Linked DNA regions of Rattus norvegicus: region 1 is linked to region 2. A link is a contact called in public Hi-C data. All regions are on one chromosome and are shown on one strand. Each heading gives the region's core, a stretch centred on a gene start, on an enhancer-like site or on the middle of the called end of the contact. The rest is flanking DNA. Distances are from core to core; before and after follow the strand shown. Region 1 holds the start of Lcor (ligand dependent nuclear receptor corepressor). Region 2 holds the start of Tm9sf3 (transmembrane 9 superfamily member 3).

Region 1 (2,760 bases), core at 53-2,552, 210 kb before region 2:
AGAACTTCTCACCGCATGAAATTGCCGCTGAATGGACACCAGAAAGCAGGATTTGCATAATTCCTTCCAACGAAACCCGGTCGGGAAAGAGGGGGACCCGGGGCCCAAGCGGACGGTCAGAATCTCCCAGGTCCGTCTGAGGAAGACCTGATTCCCTAGAACGCGCCCCATCAACATGGGGGGCTGGAATTCCGGGCCTCCCCGAGGACTGGGCGTGGGGGACAGAGGACGACGAGAGGGCATTTCCCCACACATCAGCCGCACCGAAGCAAAGACGGGGAAATAACAATGCTGGGGACATCAGAGTCAGACACAAGGATGGACAGAAGCTAGGGGGCGGCGGGTGGAGCAGACACCACACGGGCCACTTACTTTTTGGAGGGGGGTTAAATATGTGAGTTAAGCCCTTATGGTCCCGCCGGCCGCTGCACAGAGGGAAACGGGACCTTGGGAGAGAAAAACAGACAAAACACACAGTGTGAGAGGTGCAGCTCGCAGCCCGGCCCCTCCCGGGCGCCCCCGTCCACGCTCCCGCCGCCCGGGGAAGCGCGCCGGTCGCCGGTCGCCGGCCGCCAGGACTCAGCGGAGGGGACGAGGGTGACCCCCGCCCCGCTTCCCACCCCCGCCTCCCCGCCGCGCGCACGCCAAACACAAATCCGCACACACCGACCCGTGCGTCGAGGACTAACTCCCCAGCCGCCGCTGCCAGCAGAGGAAGTGCAGCCGCTGCCCCCCGCGGCCATGACACCCCACTTGGCTCGCTCAGGCGGACGCGGGGCCTGTGACAGCTCCGGCTCCCTCCGCCCCCATCTCCACCTCACGCCTCGCACACGCCCGAGCGCCGCCGCGCGTGCCCGCGGGCACGGGGGCGCGCCGCCGGCGTGGGGGAGGGGCGCGGGACGAGGGCAGGTGGGGGCGACCCCGTGCGTCCTGGCGCGCAGGCGGAGGTGGCGGCGACCACGGCGGCGGGCCCGGCGTCCACAATGCGCCCGCTGAGCAGAGGCCGCGCGTCCGAGCCCGCCCCGCAAGCCGAGGGGAGGGGCGCCGCGCCTCGGCAGCGCGCTCGCGCTCCGGGGGGTGGGGGAGGGGGCCGAGCCCGGGAGGGCGCGCGGGGCCGGAGCGCGGCGGACGCTGCCCTGTTCCCTCCCACGCACGAGCGGCCCGCAGCGCGGTGGCTCCGGCACCGGTGGAGAGCCTCACCTACACAGTGGATGAGCTTGTGGCGCCACGAGTCCAGTTCTTGCCGAAAGCCGCGTCTCTCAACGGAGCATTGCTGCCGCCTACACACCCTCGCCATCTTCTGCCGCCCGCCCGGCCCTGCCTCCGCCGCGGCCCCGCGCACGCCCAGCCGCGTCGCCCGGGGCCGCGCACGCACCCGTGGCCTAGGCGTCGCGCCTCCCGCCGGGGGCGGCGCGGGGGCAAGGCTGCGCTCACCTCCCCGTGGCCCCGGGGCGGCCCGCTCCTCCTCCCGCCCGCCCGGCGTCCCCGCGCACTAGCTCAGCGTCCCACGTTCCAGCAGCCCTGGGACAGCGCCTTCCTACGCCGGCGCCCGGTCCCCGTGCCGCCCTCGCTCTCCAGCGAGGCCCCGGCGGCCCCAGCCCTCCCCTGAGCTTTTGGGTTTTAAACTAGTCCCATCTATCACTTACTACCTGCCTATCGCCCAGCACCAACTGTTGCAAGTTCCGCAGCATTGCTTCTCGCAACTTCTGGGTCGAAACTGCCCCTCCCGGGGGCGCCTTGGAGGAGCAGAATGCCCGGATGCCCTTGGAGGCACTGAGCCCGGAGGTTTTCAAAGGTGAAGTGGATAATTCGGTTTTAAGTTATCGGAATACTTCTCCGGTATTCATAAGCCTCAATTTAAAAAAAAAAAGTAAAAAGAAATGGGTTCTAAGTCAAATAAAAAGCCTAGGGGGTCTCTGCAAGCAAGACTGATCATAGTTGAAAGTCTTAAGAGAGTTGAGGAAAAAAATGTGCTAATAGAAAATGAATTTCAAAGGACTATTTAAAGAAATGTTGGGAAATACCCCAGATCCGTAGTTCAGGAAAGAACTCAAACATTTTGATGAGAAAGGATTTCCAGGTGCCTTCTGTGATAATTAAACCACCTTCGCACTGGGAGCCATGTTTTATTTAAACATAACACTATTAATTACTTGATTTATTGAAAGAGAAAGGGGAAAGAACAAGGAGGAAATAGGAAATAAAAAAACGGAAATGACTACTTACCAATACAAGCTAGTCATCTACGACTTTGACCTCTTTCCCGCCCTTAGAATTTAAGGAGAGTGCATTCCTTCTAAATATTCAAATGCAAGTAACTATTTTTTTAGGTAAAACAAAATCATCACGACCTTCCACAGATGGGAGGTTCTGGGTGTGAAGGGAGGGCACTCTGGGGCATGGGAACTAGTGTAACTGCCCATTAAGAATGACTTGGTGGCTCTCTTGAATAAATTGGAGTAAAATTATGAGTAGCCAATTAGATTTCCACAATTCTCAGAAGCCCACACTGTTTCGTTGCTTTAAAATTACACTATCAGCCATGCATGATGGTGCACACCTGATGATGGTAACAGTTTGGAGGGCTGAGAGGCAGGACTGCAAATTCCAGGTCAGCCTGGGCGACATAATGAGACTGTGTCTCAAAACAAGACCCTTGTCAAGTAAACAAAGGTCAGAATTCATTGAGTTTCTGTGTGGTTATTTCTACCCTGGGTTAAGTAGGGAGAAGATCAAGGTGAAATGAACTCTAGCTGTGAG
Region 2 (2,700 bases), core at 50-2,549:
CCTAGTCTTTCAGTCTGTCACACAACCTGTGCTTCTGTGACTTTTCTGTAATGTGAACACACTATATGTACCTGTCCATAGGGGTCTGTGTGAGTATCCGAGTGCCTGGAAGATGAAATCATTATTGATGATTCCACTAGACGAGTTCTAACTATTCAAGGTGTGTTTTGGACAAAACGATATAATTTGATTTCTTTGTAGGAAATCTTGCTGGCACTCCTTGGGAATGAACAGGGAAGGAAAATTGGTAGTGGGATCTTCTTCAGACTTCTGCACACTGTGGTGGTACAAAATATTGGCTGTGAAGTATTACATGACTAAATCCCAAAATCTGCCTGATACTGATGAAGGAGACAATCTTCCTCTAAGTCCCACATTTAGAGAGGACTGTTCTTCTGATCACTTCTGAGTCCATACTACGTTTTGGTTTGAGATGGGCCTTGCTATTTAGCCTGGTTGGCCTGATACTGGGCCTATGGATAAGGTTAGCTCCAATCTTTCTGCAATTCTGCCTCTGCCCTCCAGGCGCTGGATTACATGCCTGCACTACTATGACCCGATTTATTTCGTTTTGTCGTTTTCTTCCTGTTTTGTCTCACATTGTAACCCGCGCAAGTATGCGATATTCAACAATCAGTCCAGCTTTCCGAGTGCTGGAGGTTCTAAGAGTAAGATACCAAACTAAGCTCCTTACTACTACGGCTTAAGTACAGGCTTAAGTACAGAATATAAGATCAAGTGACGGGAGCTCTGAGGAGCTTCCATTCCAGGGCACATTTATGACTGAGGATGAGAAAAACAATGAACAAGAATGTTAACTTAGCCCAAATCTCTTGATTGTACATTAGTCTAATCAGTACTCGCTAATGTTTAACACACAACCCACCCCGTCTAAGTTTAATAATCATCGTCCATAAAGAAACTTGGGGAGCCCGTGGCTCATTCCCTGGGTTAGATGGGTTAAAGGGATGTTCGCGCTGAGACCCAGGCCCCCAGTATGACGACCCGCCCCGCCCCGCAGCCACGGCGAGCTAGGCGTCTGAGCTGACGTCTCGCTAGCCTGCCGGCAGCGGGCTGCTTCAGCTCGCACGCGCGAGGGCCTAAGCCGAGGCTGAGCGAGTAGCCCGGCAGCGGGTGCGGAACCCTTCAACACCGCGGACTGCGCGCGCCGGCGCCCCACGGCGGGCGACGGTTGCGGCCCCGCGTTGGGAGGACTTCCGGCGTGTGCCGGGGTGGCCGGATGACGTGGCTGAGTCAGAGGAAGAGGCTCGGAGGCCGGGGGGCGGGGGCGGCGCGGAGCGGGCGGTGACGGCGGCGGAGGCAGCGGCTGGGCCCGGGCCCCGTGCGTCTGTCCGCGCCCGGTGGATGTGAATCGGCGGCGGCGGCGGAGGAGTCGGTGGGCCGGCGCCCAGCCTGTGGGAGCGCGGAGAATGAGGCCGCTGCCGGGCGCTCCTGGCGTGGCGGCGGCCGCCGCGTTGTTGCTGCTGCTGTTGCCCCGGGCTCGGTCTGACGAGCACGAACACACGGTGAGGCGAAGCGAGCCGCGCGGCCGCCCCCGCCCCGCTCTCCCGCCGGCCGCCCCGCCAGGCCCGGCATGGTCTGAAGGCCCGGGGGGCCCGGTGCAGCCCCGCGGCCGCCCGAGCGCTCCTTCCGGTCGGGCATGGCGGGGCCGGATCCGCGGGAGCTGGGAGGAGGCATTTCCGAGCACTCGGGGCTGCCTGGGCCTTGCTCCCCGGCTCCGCCTCTCGGGGCTGGTGCCCTGGGGTCGGCCCGTAGCGGGCTCTGGACCGGGGAAACCGGACGCTGTGGGGCACTACACGGCGGAAGATGGATGCGTGGTGATCCAGGCGCTTGCCAACCAGGAAATACCCATCACTTCACGGCGGGCTCCGACTTCTCCCTACCCTTCTCCCTCTCGCCCGAACCGGATTTAAACCGTGGGGTGGGGACAGCTTTAGGGAAGCGGAGGTGTGAACAGCTTACACGCGGACAGGTCCTCACCCTTCAGGCACTTGGTCCCCAGCTCCCTTGTAACTTTCTCCGCGCTCCGCGAGTCCCCGGAGGACGCCCTGTCCGGGTGGTCGGCCCCCTAACTGGGGCAGCTCTGACCCCAGGGGGACCTTGAGTCACTCAGCCCTAAGGCCACACCCCCACTCACTTTTGCTTTTGGCCTGAAGTTGATTGGCCGTTTGTTTAATTGTATCTTCACATCAAAGCTTGCCTATTAACGACTTCTTGGAGTGACTTTCACCTAGAGCAGTAACGCTGTGGATTTTTCTTTTTTCTTTTTAAATTCAGAATGGTAGAGGCGGGGAAGTGAAGTGTGGAAAGTCAGGTAAACCTAGAAAATTGCTTGGGGAACGATTTTTTTTTTATTATTATGGTTTTTGCCCGAGTAGTCGTGTATTTACTAAAAATTGAAATATGTGGAGATCGTTTGGTTGTAGCTGATCGGTGACAAAACGAGAGCACTCTGCTTTAAGGGGCAGACTTTAGATTTTGTTTGTAGTGAACAAAACTTTGTTCTATGGCCTGGATTAGCTAATAAAAAACTCTAAGCTTGGCTGTTGTACCTTCAGTCACTGCCAGAATCTAATTTCATGTGTATGCAAGTTTTTTCAGAGAAACACTAAATTCAGTAACGTGTTTTTCTGAGACTTGTGATTTTTCACTTTAAGATAATTTTGGTTTCTTTTAAAT

What was found. Hi-C and Micro-C count contacts between places; a contact is called where the count stands out from the background.
Region 1: a Hi-C map of liver shows a contact between it and region 2, with 2.8 times the contacts expected there. The contact joins the promoter of Lcor here to the promoter of Tm9sf3 in region 2. A contact is called at or near these places in 2 of 12 Hi-C or Micro-C datasets (frontal cortex and liver) and 1 of 1 datasets of contacts at active chromatin or transcription factors (oligodendrocytes).

Annotation. Positions count from the first base shown.
Region 1 is chr1:250,246,507-250,249,266 of GRCr8, reverse strand. Lcor (ligand dependent nuclear receptor corepressor) reads right to left here and starts at 1,302. Exons shown (of 8, transcript NM_001401972.1): 1 at 1,201-1,302; 2 at 373-446.
Region 2 is chr1:250,032,846-250,035,545 of GRCr8, reverse strand. It overlaps Tm9sf3 (transmembrane 9 superfamily member 3), which reads left to right and starts at 1,299. Exons shown (of 15, transcript NM_001427812.1): 1 at 1,299-1,526. The coding sequence starts at 1,431.